2 separate regions of the Zea mays genome follow, and region 1 is linked to region 2. A link is a contact called in public Hi-C data. All regions are on one chromosome and are shown on one strand. Each heading gives the region's core, a stretch centred on a gene start, on an enhancer-like site or on the middle of the called end of the contact. The rest is flanking DNA. Distances are from core to core; before and after follow the strand shown.

Region 1 (4,235 bases), core at 576-3,075, 290 kb after region 2:
CCCACTCATTGTAGATAATATTAAGGTCTGTCTCTTATATTTTTAAGTTGTATGCTTGATTGTGGAACCCACTGAATGCATGATCTGCTAGAAATTGTGCTAGTATATGTGCCCATGTATTGACCCTGATGATGTTACCATCTATATCTCATATCATACTCGTTTGTGTTTGCCAGGAGGAGCTGTAGGGGAGGGATTCTTGACAATCGCATGAGATGATGAGAATGTACCCTGGCGAAGGCAGGAACGAGAAGCCTAAGGGAAAGAGGCTTGTTATGTTCCTCACCCTTTTACATTTCCGCCTCGATGTTCTCTAGTGGCACTAGTTGGAATGCGACTTCCAATAGAAGATATATTATCAATGCAAAGAGAAATGATTTAATAGATTCGTGTGCCGTTTTAGTTTTCCATCCTCACATTCTCGCCCCCCTCCCCCCCCCCCCCCCCCCCCCCCCCTCTTCAATGTGAGTTCATTGTCCACATTTTTGTTTCCTACCATGAATGTGCTCTAGTTCTTACAAACTAAAAATGGCCCCTTCCATAGTGTATGTATGTCTCTTGAGCAGGGATCAGCTTTGGCGTAGTTTACTGTGTTGAAGATGCTTAGTTGAAAAGTGATGTCGGGTTATCTATGATGGATATTGAACGAATACCTGGTGACTAGAGAGAGCTTCACATTGGGGAAGCTATACTGAATGAAAACTGTGAATTTTGATGTCTCTCTTGCAGTGGTTTCTGAAGCACCCATCTCAATCTATTGTTATATATATATATTTTTATTCCTGAACTTGTTATACAAAGTAATTTGTTTCACATGGCAATAACATGTTGGAACTGGTTTGGAAGAGATGGAAGCTGCTGGTGGGATAATGTAGCCTGGCAATGTTGGGTAATTTGCCTGTGTAAAAAAGACCGATGGATCGGAAAGACTAGCAATGCAGGCGGCGGCAGTCTTTGATGTCATGTGATCATGCCACCCGCTGCGCTGGCAGCATCTTGACGCCACTCCCTGCCTACAGTAACAGCAGCCTGTGCACTATGCTGCCTACTACTAGCACGATTCATTGCGGCTGTGCTGCTGCTTTCCCTGGTACGTGAAAGTTAAAGCCCGCATTTAGATGGCTGGTCCTGTCCGCGTACGGATTCTGAAACTAATTAACAGCTATGAGAATCGTGTTCCCTTTTACTGCTTCCTTCATGTGAAGGATTAGTTGAGTTGGTTCTTCTTTTGCCATGTCAATCTATCTGTTCAAGAAGTCCCGTGACAGGTTCCGGTGCGTCGCCGATGCAAGGCAATTCCGTGCCCGAGACGAGTTTGTTTGTGTGTGTGTGTAGTACATGAACATGGAGGAGTTTCCGGTGCGTCACCGACGCAATACAGTTGCCCTCTCTCTTTCCTGCTGTCAAGCCAAGCCAGTGTGTCCTGTCCACCCATGGCAGCACATGGAGTTTCCACTGCCGCCTGCGACAGTCGGCACGGCGAGGCGCCATAGCCAGAGAATCCGTGAACACGAGGGCGAGTTCGATTTGGCGTCCAGTGGAACGTCGTGTGGCCGGCCGGCGCTTGCATCAACAACACTGGAGCAGTGACCACACTCCAGGACGGAGACCGGACAGACAGCTGGGCCCCCTCCAGTCCCGTCCTCGGCAGGTCATGAAACAGTGTGCCATGCCACTGCGAACCCGCCTGTCCATACCAGACCAGCAGCAGCGCTGGCGCGGCCGGGCACGCCACGCCGCGCTTCCTCTCAACTTCTCTTGTGTGACGTCGACCTCGTCCGGATGCTATAATAACTGCCCCTCACCAAACATCCCAGCCAGCTCTCACTCACTCACTCACAAGTCACACAGCCACACTTGAACCGCTGCCCGCAGCGGAGGGAGCTTGCACGGGCCAACGCACACATAACACAAGCTCGTCGTCGATGGCGCGGTGGGCTGCGGTGCTGGCGCTGGCCGCGGCCACGGCCATCGCCGTGGCGTCCGTGGCGGGCGGCGACATGAGCGCGGACAAGACGGAGTGCGCGGACCAGCTGGTGGGCCTGGCGCCGTGCCTGCAGTACGTGCAGGGGCAGGCCCGCGCGCCGCCGCCCGACTGCTGCGGCGGCCTGCGCCAGGTGCTGGGGAAGAGCCCCAAGTGCCTGTGCGTGCTCGTCAAGGACAAGGACGACCCCAACCTGGGCATCAAGATCAACGCCACCCTCGCGCTCGCGCTCCCCAACGCCTGCGGCGCCACCCGCGCCAACGTCTCCCACTGCGCTCGTACGTCCTCGCTTTCTTCTTCCTTCAGCCGGCCAGCCAGTGCTAGCGAAGCCACAAGGCCGCCGCCCGGGCCCGGCGTTGCTTTTCTTACTGCTTCATTCTTTTCTCCCCAAGCCAAATCATGTCTGTGTCATTTTATTTTATTTTATTTTATTTTTGCTGCAGAGCTCCTGCATATTCCCCCGGGCTCCAAAGACGCCGCCGTCTTCAGCCCCGGCGGCGACAAGGGCTCCACTGCCGCTCCAGGTCAGCCTGCCTCTCTACCTCCACTGCCTCCTCGTTGCTCTTCGTTCATTTGACGTTTCCTTTTCGATCTGAGACCACTCTCTTGTCTGTCCTTTTGCAGCCAAGGACAACTCGACGGCGACGACCGACTCCCGCGCGCTGCAGGCGACCACCGGACGCGGCGTCTCCTCCTCGGCGGCGACCGCCGGTGCTGCACTCGCGGTGCTGCTCGCCGGCTACCTCCTCCTGCTCGTGCCAGAGCTGTCGCCTAGCTCGTTCTAGACCCTCTGTCAAGTTGTGCCACCAGTAGGATTTGATGTGTTGTTGTTCTTTCTAGTACGTGACGTGACAGACAATTTGCTGCTGGTGTCCTTGTTGTTGTAGTAGTTGCACTGTGTGTTCCTGTTATGCTATGGGTACGAGATGTTAGGGCATGGGTTAAGCTAAGCTAAGGCGATGGGGTATCAGCAGTACCTTACCTCTCATCTGGCTGCTGATCCTTTTTGTTCTTGGCACTGCTGTTTTATCTGAACATTTGATCAGCCAAGAGAACTTCCACTCGTGACACGGTTAATGGGATAGATCTTAGTAATGTACGAATGTCGATGTAAAATACATCTGCGGTTCTTAAACTTGGTAAGCCGTATCACATCTCTAGATTCTTAAAGCTAGGAAACGGTTACCGAGACTTAGTCCGTCCATTTAGGCGAGACTTAGTCCGTCCATTTAGGCCTTGTTCGTTTGTGCCGGATTGGTGGGTCGGAACGATTTCTAACCGAATTGCTTCTCTAATTTATATAAACTTTGATTAGTTGTAACGATTCCGGGTGCAATCCGACACAAACGAACAAGGCCGTAGGGATGCGTTTGGTTACGGGACAGCTAAGGTTTGGTTGTGGGACAGCTAAGGACAAACAGAATATAAACGTCCCTTGTCGTCTTTTCTCGTCCCTCCAATTGTGAGAAACAACACTAAGATAGTCTTATTCTAACTTCTGACTCTGAACAAACAACATTATTTATAAGATCGTCTTATCTTATTTCATTCTGTCATCCCAATCAAACACACCTGAATTCATGTTTTTTCTGGTTTTGATTAATTTGGTGCCACGTGAACTTTATGTCGAATTGTCGATAGTTCAGGACACAACATGCGACAGGCACTGCCATTGCGCTTGCACGCGCGCAATGACGCGAGCAGTCTCCGTGGGCCGTAACGGGCCGGCCTTTGGAAACTGCCAATCATGATTCATGTCACGCCTGAAACTCGGTCCGGCCCACACTGAATCCAACGCACGAGTTGGCTTTCGATGAGGCCCACGCCCACCCAGACGGTCTAGCGCAATGGCAGCCAGCGCGTCCCGTTCCCGTCCAGGGCAGCCTGGGGCCCTGGGCTCAGCTACAAAGTGCAAACCCCACTACTTTTGTTATATATAGGCCTAGGGTTTCCTTCCTCCTCCAGTGCTGTCATCGCCGCCGCCGCCCCGGTTTCCTTCGTAAGCCCGTCGTCCTCCGTCCGCGACTCTGCGCGAGAAGCGAGAGGTGATCATCTTATATCTCCAGTGTATCCATCCCTGTTATATGCCGTAGCTGCAGGCTTTATGCTGTGTCGCGTGTTTATTCATTTGTTACTGTAGTACCACTTTCATGTCTGCCAGACTTTTTTTATCAATTCGGGGGAGCAAAGCTTCACATTAGTTATTTTCATTGAGCGAAAAGGCTGACAGCGTACAGCGAATAAAATCTTT
Region 2 (4,505 bases), core at 245-2,744:
GGCTTTGTTACTCCAACTATCTAACGAATTCGATTCATCCTCCCTATCTGGTCCAAGGTTGTTGTGTTGATCTTCCTCAAAAAGTTTCAGTGCGGCAGTAGCATCCAATGGCCTCCAGTTGCAACCACTGAGCATTTCTGCCCAGTCAGCATCAATCTCCTGCGGAACCATTTCCTGCAGCTCGGATGAGAGTAGCCCAACATGCTCAACCATGACATGCCACCGGTGTGCCTCCACATGTGTAAACTGCTCCCGACACCTACCACATACCATGAACTCCCACTTGTCATGCTTGTTGGCAAATTGTATCACCTCATTGAGCACATCAGATGCTGCACTGGCAGCATCTTTCTCCTTGTGCATTGCAGAAGCATAGTGTGACTTGAGCTCAGAAATGCTAGTGTTTAAGAATGCAAGCCTTTGCTCCACTGGTATCGAGCCCCAGTAGGCACGCACCTGGTCAGTGCGCTCAGACGCGGATGAGCCTGTTGCTTTCCTAGACCCACCTTTTCTCCGGTCAGCTCGATGTCCGCCCACCGATGACTCAGACGATGAGGGGGCATCATCTCCATGTGACCGGGAAGAGGCAGGGGTAGCAGACACAACATCATTGCTCTGCTCCTTCTGCTGCTGCAGCAGCCTCATGGCAGCCAGGCGTACCTCGATCTCCTGGCGGCGCTCCTCGGTGGTCTTGGTCGCCTTCTTGATCTCGTTTGGGCGGCGCGGGGAGGGCGCCGTGGGGACAAGCCGGGCCTCCATTGGCTCGTCCGCTAGACGGCGCACAGGGATGAGGCGAAGCTTGTCGTCCCCCGCGCCGCCCATGTTTTTGACCCAAGAGGAGATGGAGGCGAGGTTGGCCTTCTGGATCAAGTTGCGGAGCTCGGACTGGACCTGGTCGACGTCGGGGCCGGGCAACCTGAGGGAGTGGGGCGCGGGGTCGGAGGGGGCCTCGATGCTGAGGCCGCGCTCGCACTCAGCGACGACCTCATCGTAGGCGCGGGAGTCGGTGGCAGCGTCGAAGAGCAGCATGGCGTGGAAGTGGGCCAGCTCGATGGAGTCCGGCGCGAGCTGGACGGCGCGCTGGGCCGCCTGGAGCGCTGTACGCTGGTGGCGCGCGCGGCTGGCGTGGTCGTCGAGGACGGAGGCGGCGCGAGCGTGGACGGTGCCGTGCGCCCGCAGGAGCAGCGGTGAGGCCTCCCCGTGGCGGGCGATGGCGTCCCTCGTGAGGCGCTGCGCACGCGCGTGGCTGCCCCGCTGCAGGCACGCAAGCGCTTTGTCGACCTCGGCGCGCACGGCGGCATCTTCCCTGCCGATGCCGGCTGGCTTCTCCGCCGCCGCCGGCGACCGGCGGGAGGCGTCCAGCGGTGGCGGAGTAGGGTTTGGTGCGGAGGTTCGCTTCTTCCGGCCCATGGGAATGAGATTTGGGGGCGAACCGGAGCGCCGCGCGGATACCCCATAAAACAAGACGCGCAGCCAGCCGGACTGGAGTGCCGCCGCGGTGGGTCCAGGTCTGGGTCTCTACACCTAACACGAGCGAGAGCGAGAGCGAGAGCGAGCGTGCGCTAGACGATCCGATGCGGACCGCGAGGTCGGATCGATACGAGATACGGTACACGTACACCGGCCATCCGTTCAGGACTTCAGCCAGGCTCCATGGGCCACGTTTTGTTTTTCTTTTGGGCTTTGGTTTCTGGTTCACTGTCACCTCACCGTCGTCGAGCGTCACCTGTGATGCCACAACAGGTTCTCACATGCGACACTGTGGAGTACTCCGTCAAGAAAAGTCTACACACTCTCTCGCAAAACAAGTGTTCATCGCTCATTTCGTATGAGTCAAATGAGTTCGAGGTTGGCTAGATTTATAAAAATAGTATTGGTATTTTTATCTCAAAAAAATATTATAAAGCTAAATGGCACAAAGCTTCAATACAACATTTTCTAAGGGCTAGTTTAGGAACCTCATTTTCTAAGGGATTAATGAACTAATTTCTCTTGAAAAAATGGGGTTCTCAAACTAGCCCTAAGAGTAAAAAATCCATAGCGCATTGTTGTCCTAACCATTTCAACTATTGTTATGTTTTTTTCTTTAAACAATATCATTTTGTTGAGATACTCTAGTTGATGAGAATTGATGTGCAATAGCTTTTCCAGCACACAAGTGATCAAAATAAGAATTTTTAAACCCAATCATGTTATCACTTCTAATAGCTCTAAGAGATCATGTGAGATCAATAGATAATGTAAGAACAAGACTTTTGGAATGACCTAAAGGCTAAAGCCTCATCTTTAGATGCCGTAAAGAAAACCCGAGTAAATCTAGAGTAATCTTCAACGTGCCATATATCTCAAGAAGTTTGGACACGTGAAGGTCAACTATGTCAATATGTAAAAGATGCCCTAGAGTGTTTTTCATTTATCCCTGCAGGCATCTTACCATGTGCACATGAAGAGCATACTAAATCACTATCACCCTTAAGCCTAGGCAAACCACATATAAGATCTAAACCACTAACACGAGTTAGATGATCAAAACCAACGTGACCAAGTCTACGGTGACAAACTAATAAATCTTTAGAGCCATTGGCAACTAGATACTTATGCTTAGAAGAACATGATCAGAGTCAGCTTTAGAAACCCTTCCAAAACATGCAATGTTTTTAAAAATCATCTAGAACATCTAACACTTGTCAGCGCCAGCCTTCGCTCGCGCACCCTCGCTCCCTCTCTCCCTCTGCTCGGTGGGGCCATCCTGTCGGCGCCGCATCTCGCTCTCTCTCGCGCGCGCTCTCCCTCTGTCTGATGGGTCTGCCCTGTCAGCGCTGACCGTCCATTCGTGAGTACTCCCTTGCTGGCCCGCGGACCCCACTCGTCAGCCACCTCCGCTTCCCTAACCTCTCGTCCGCACACCACGCCGTGGATGCATCCACGTCGCGTGTTTCCTGGCCACCTCCCCACACGCCCGACCTCCTTTTTGAGCCTGCACCCCACTCACTCACTCCCCTCGCCCAGTAGCGCCCCTCTATAGAGCTCTCGCACGTTGCGCGCCCGTGGAGCACCATCGTCATCCGCCGCGACCTCAGGATCGTTCTGCGTCCACCGTCGAGCCTCGGCCGTGTCCGTTGTCCCGGTGAGCTCCGCCTCCTCGCTAGCAACCCAAGACACCCTTTGGTTTGCCCCTACCCCCTCTATTCTCCCCTGCTCACGCTCACTTGAATCCTCGTCATGCAGTCGTGTCGTCGCCGCCGTCGACCAGGGCCCCCGTTGTGTTTTCGTCGTCGCTCAAGCGCTCCAGAGCCGTCTCTCGAGGTAACTCACCTCCCTAGGCCCCTAATTTCCCATTTCCTGCCTTGTTGCTCACACAATAGCTCGCCGGAGTAGGCTAGCACCGCTGTTAAGGCCACTCCACCGCAGACTGGTACCCTCCGATGCCTCTACGCCGGTGTCGTGCCCACGACCGAGTCCGCTGTGTCACCCCGAACCCACTTGAGCCCTTTCCAGCACCCTGGGACCCCGGCGTGGTCGCGCCCTCGCCTCTAGCAAAACTCTGCCGCAGGATCGGGCGGTGCCGCCGCTGGCAGCCAATGAGACCCTGCCAAGGCTTGCCGCGGGATCTCAAGCGTCCATCTGAAATCAAGCGGCCCAGAGTTAATTAGAGCAGACATAATCCTACCCATCCGATTCAGATCTGGTCGCTTACCCGCGCCCTGTAGTTGGGCCCGACCAGTTAGGCCGCCTCATCCCCAAGCCGCTGACAACCCTGGCCCGCCTGTCAGCGCTCGTCCGCGCATCCGCGCGCTCGCTCAAGCTCAGATTTGATCTCAGCCGTAGATCTGTGATCAAACGGCTGAGAATACCATGTACCCCTTCGCGTGGTCTTTTTGTTAAATAGACCCTCCACTTTTTAGAAATCAACCTGCCGTCCCTGGTTTTCGCGCGCATGCACTGAGTTTTTTTGTAGAAAAGCCCCTAACCTTTATTTCTATCACAGAAATAGGCCTAATGTTGTATTTTGAATTCCAAAACTTGTTTATTTCATATCGTTTGCATATGAACTCCAAATTGGGTAGTTCAAATTGTAGAATGTTCATAAAATTATTCTCTACCCGTTTGAATTATAATCTTTCATTGTCTGCATGTATTAGTTTTATGTCTAGGCTATAAGTGCATGTAAACTAATGGTTTATTTATTAAAAAGGGAAAACACTAATGACAATTAAGTGATTAACTTTGTGGAAGTCATCTCATGTAATATATGATCCCATCTCTGGAATAATTTTAATTTGGTAATTAGTTCATTAAGATAAATGAGATTAAGTTATGTAATCCACTGAGATAAGCAGTACTTAGAGAACCACAAACCCCTAAGCATATTTGTTTACCCTAGAATCTAGAGTTCACCTTGGTGTTTGTTTTATTCTATGGGACTTGTGTTCGCTTGATTGCATATGTTTGGTGTACTGTTCCTTTGTCATTTCCCAAATGTGTTGAATGCATGATTGCTTTGC

Evidence for each region. Hi-C and Micro-C count contacts between places; a contact is called where the count stands out from the background.
Region 1: a Hi-C map of leaf shows a contact between it and region 2, with 2.5 times the contacts expected there. The contact joins the promoter of LOC100194231 here to the promoter of LOC100274180 in region 2. A contact is called at or near these places in 3 of 25 Hi-C or Micro-C datasets (endosperm and leaf).

Annotation. Positions count from the first base shown.
Region 1 is chr1:14,212,575-14,216,809 of Zm-B73-REFERENCE-NAM-5.0, forward strand. LOC100194231 (putative bifunctional inhibitor/LTP/seed storage protein family) reads left to right here and starts at 1,826. Exons shown (of 3, transcript NM_001352340.1): 1 at 1,826-2,262; 2 at 2,428-2,508; 3 at 2,609-3,059. The coding sequence starts at 1,926. The coding sequence ends at 2,769. LOC100280629 (CCR4-NOT transcription complex subunit 6) reads left to right here. Exons shown (of 13, transcript NM_001153547.3): 13 at 177-715. LOC100280715 (40S ribosomal protein S28) reads left to right here and starts at 3,919. Exons shown (of 2, transcript NM_001153634.2): 1 at 3,919-4,029.
Region 2 is chr1:13,923,977-13,928,481 of Zm-B73-REFERENCE-NAM-5.0, forward strand. It overlaps LOC100274180 (Ubiquitin carboxyl-terminal hydrolase-related protein), which reads right to left and starts at 1,495. Exons shown (of 13, transcript NM_001360559.1): 1 at 1-1,495. The coding sequence starts at 1,410.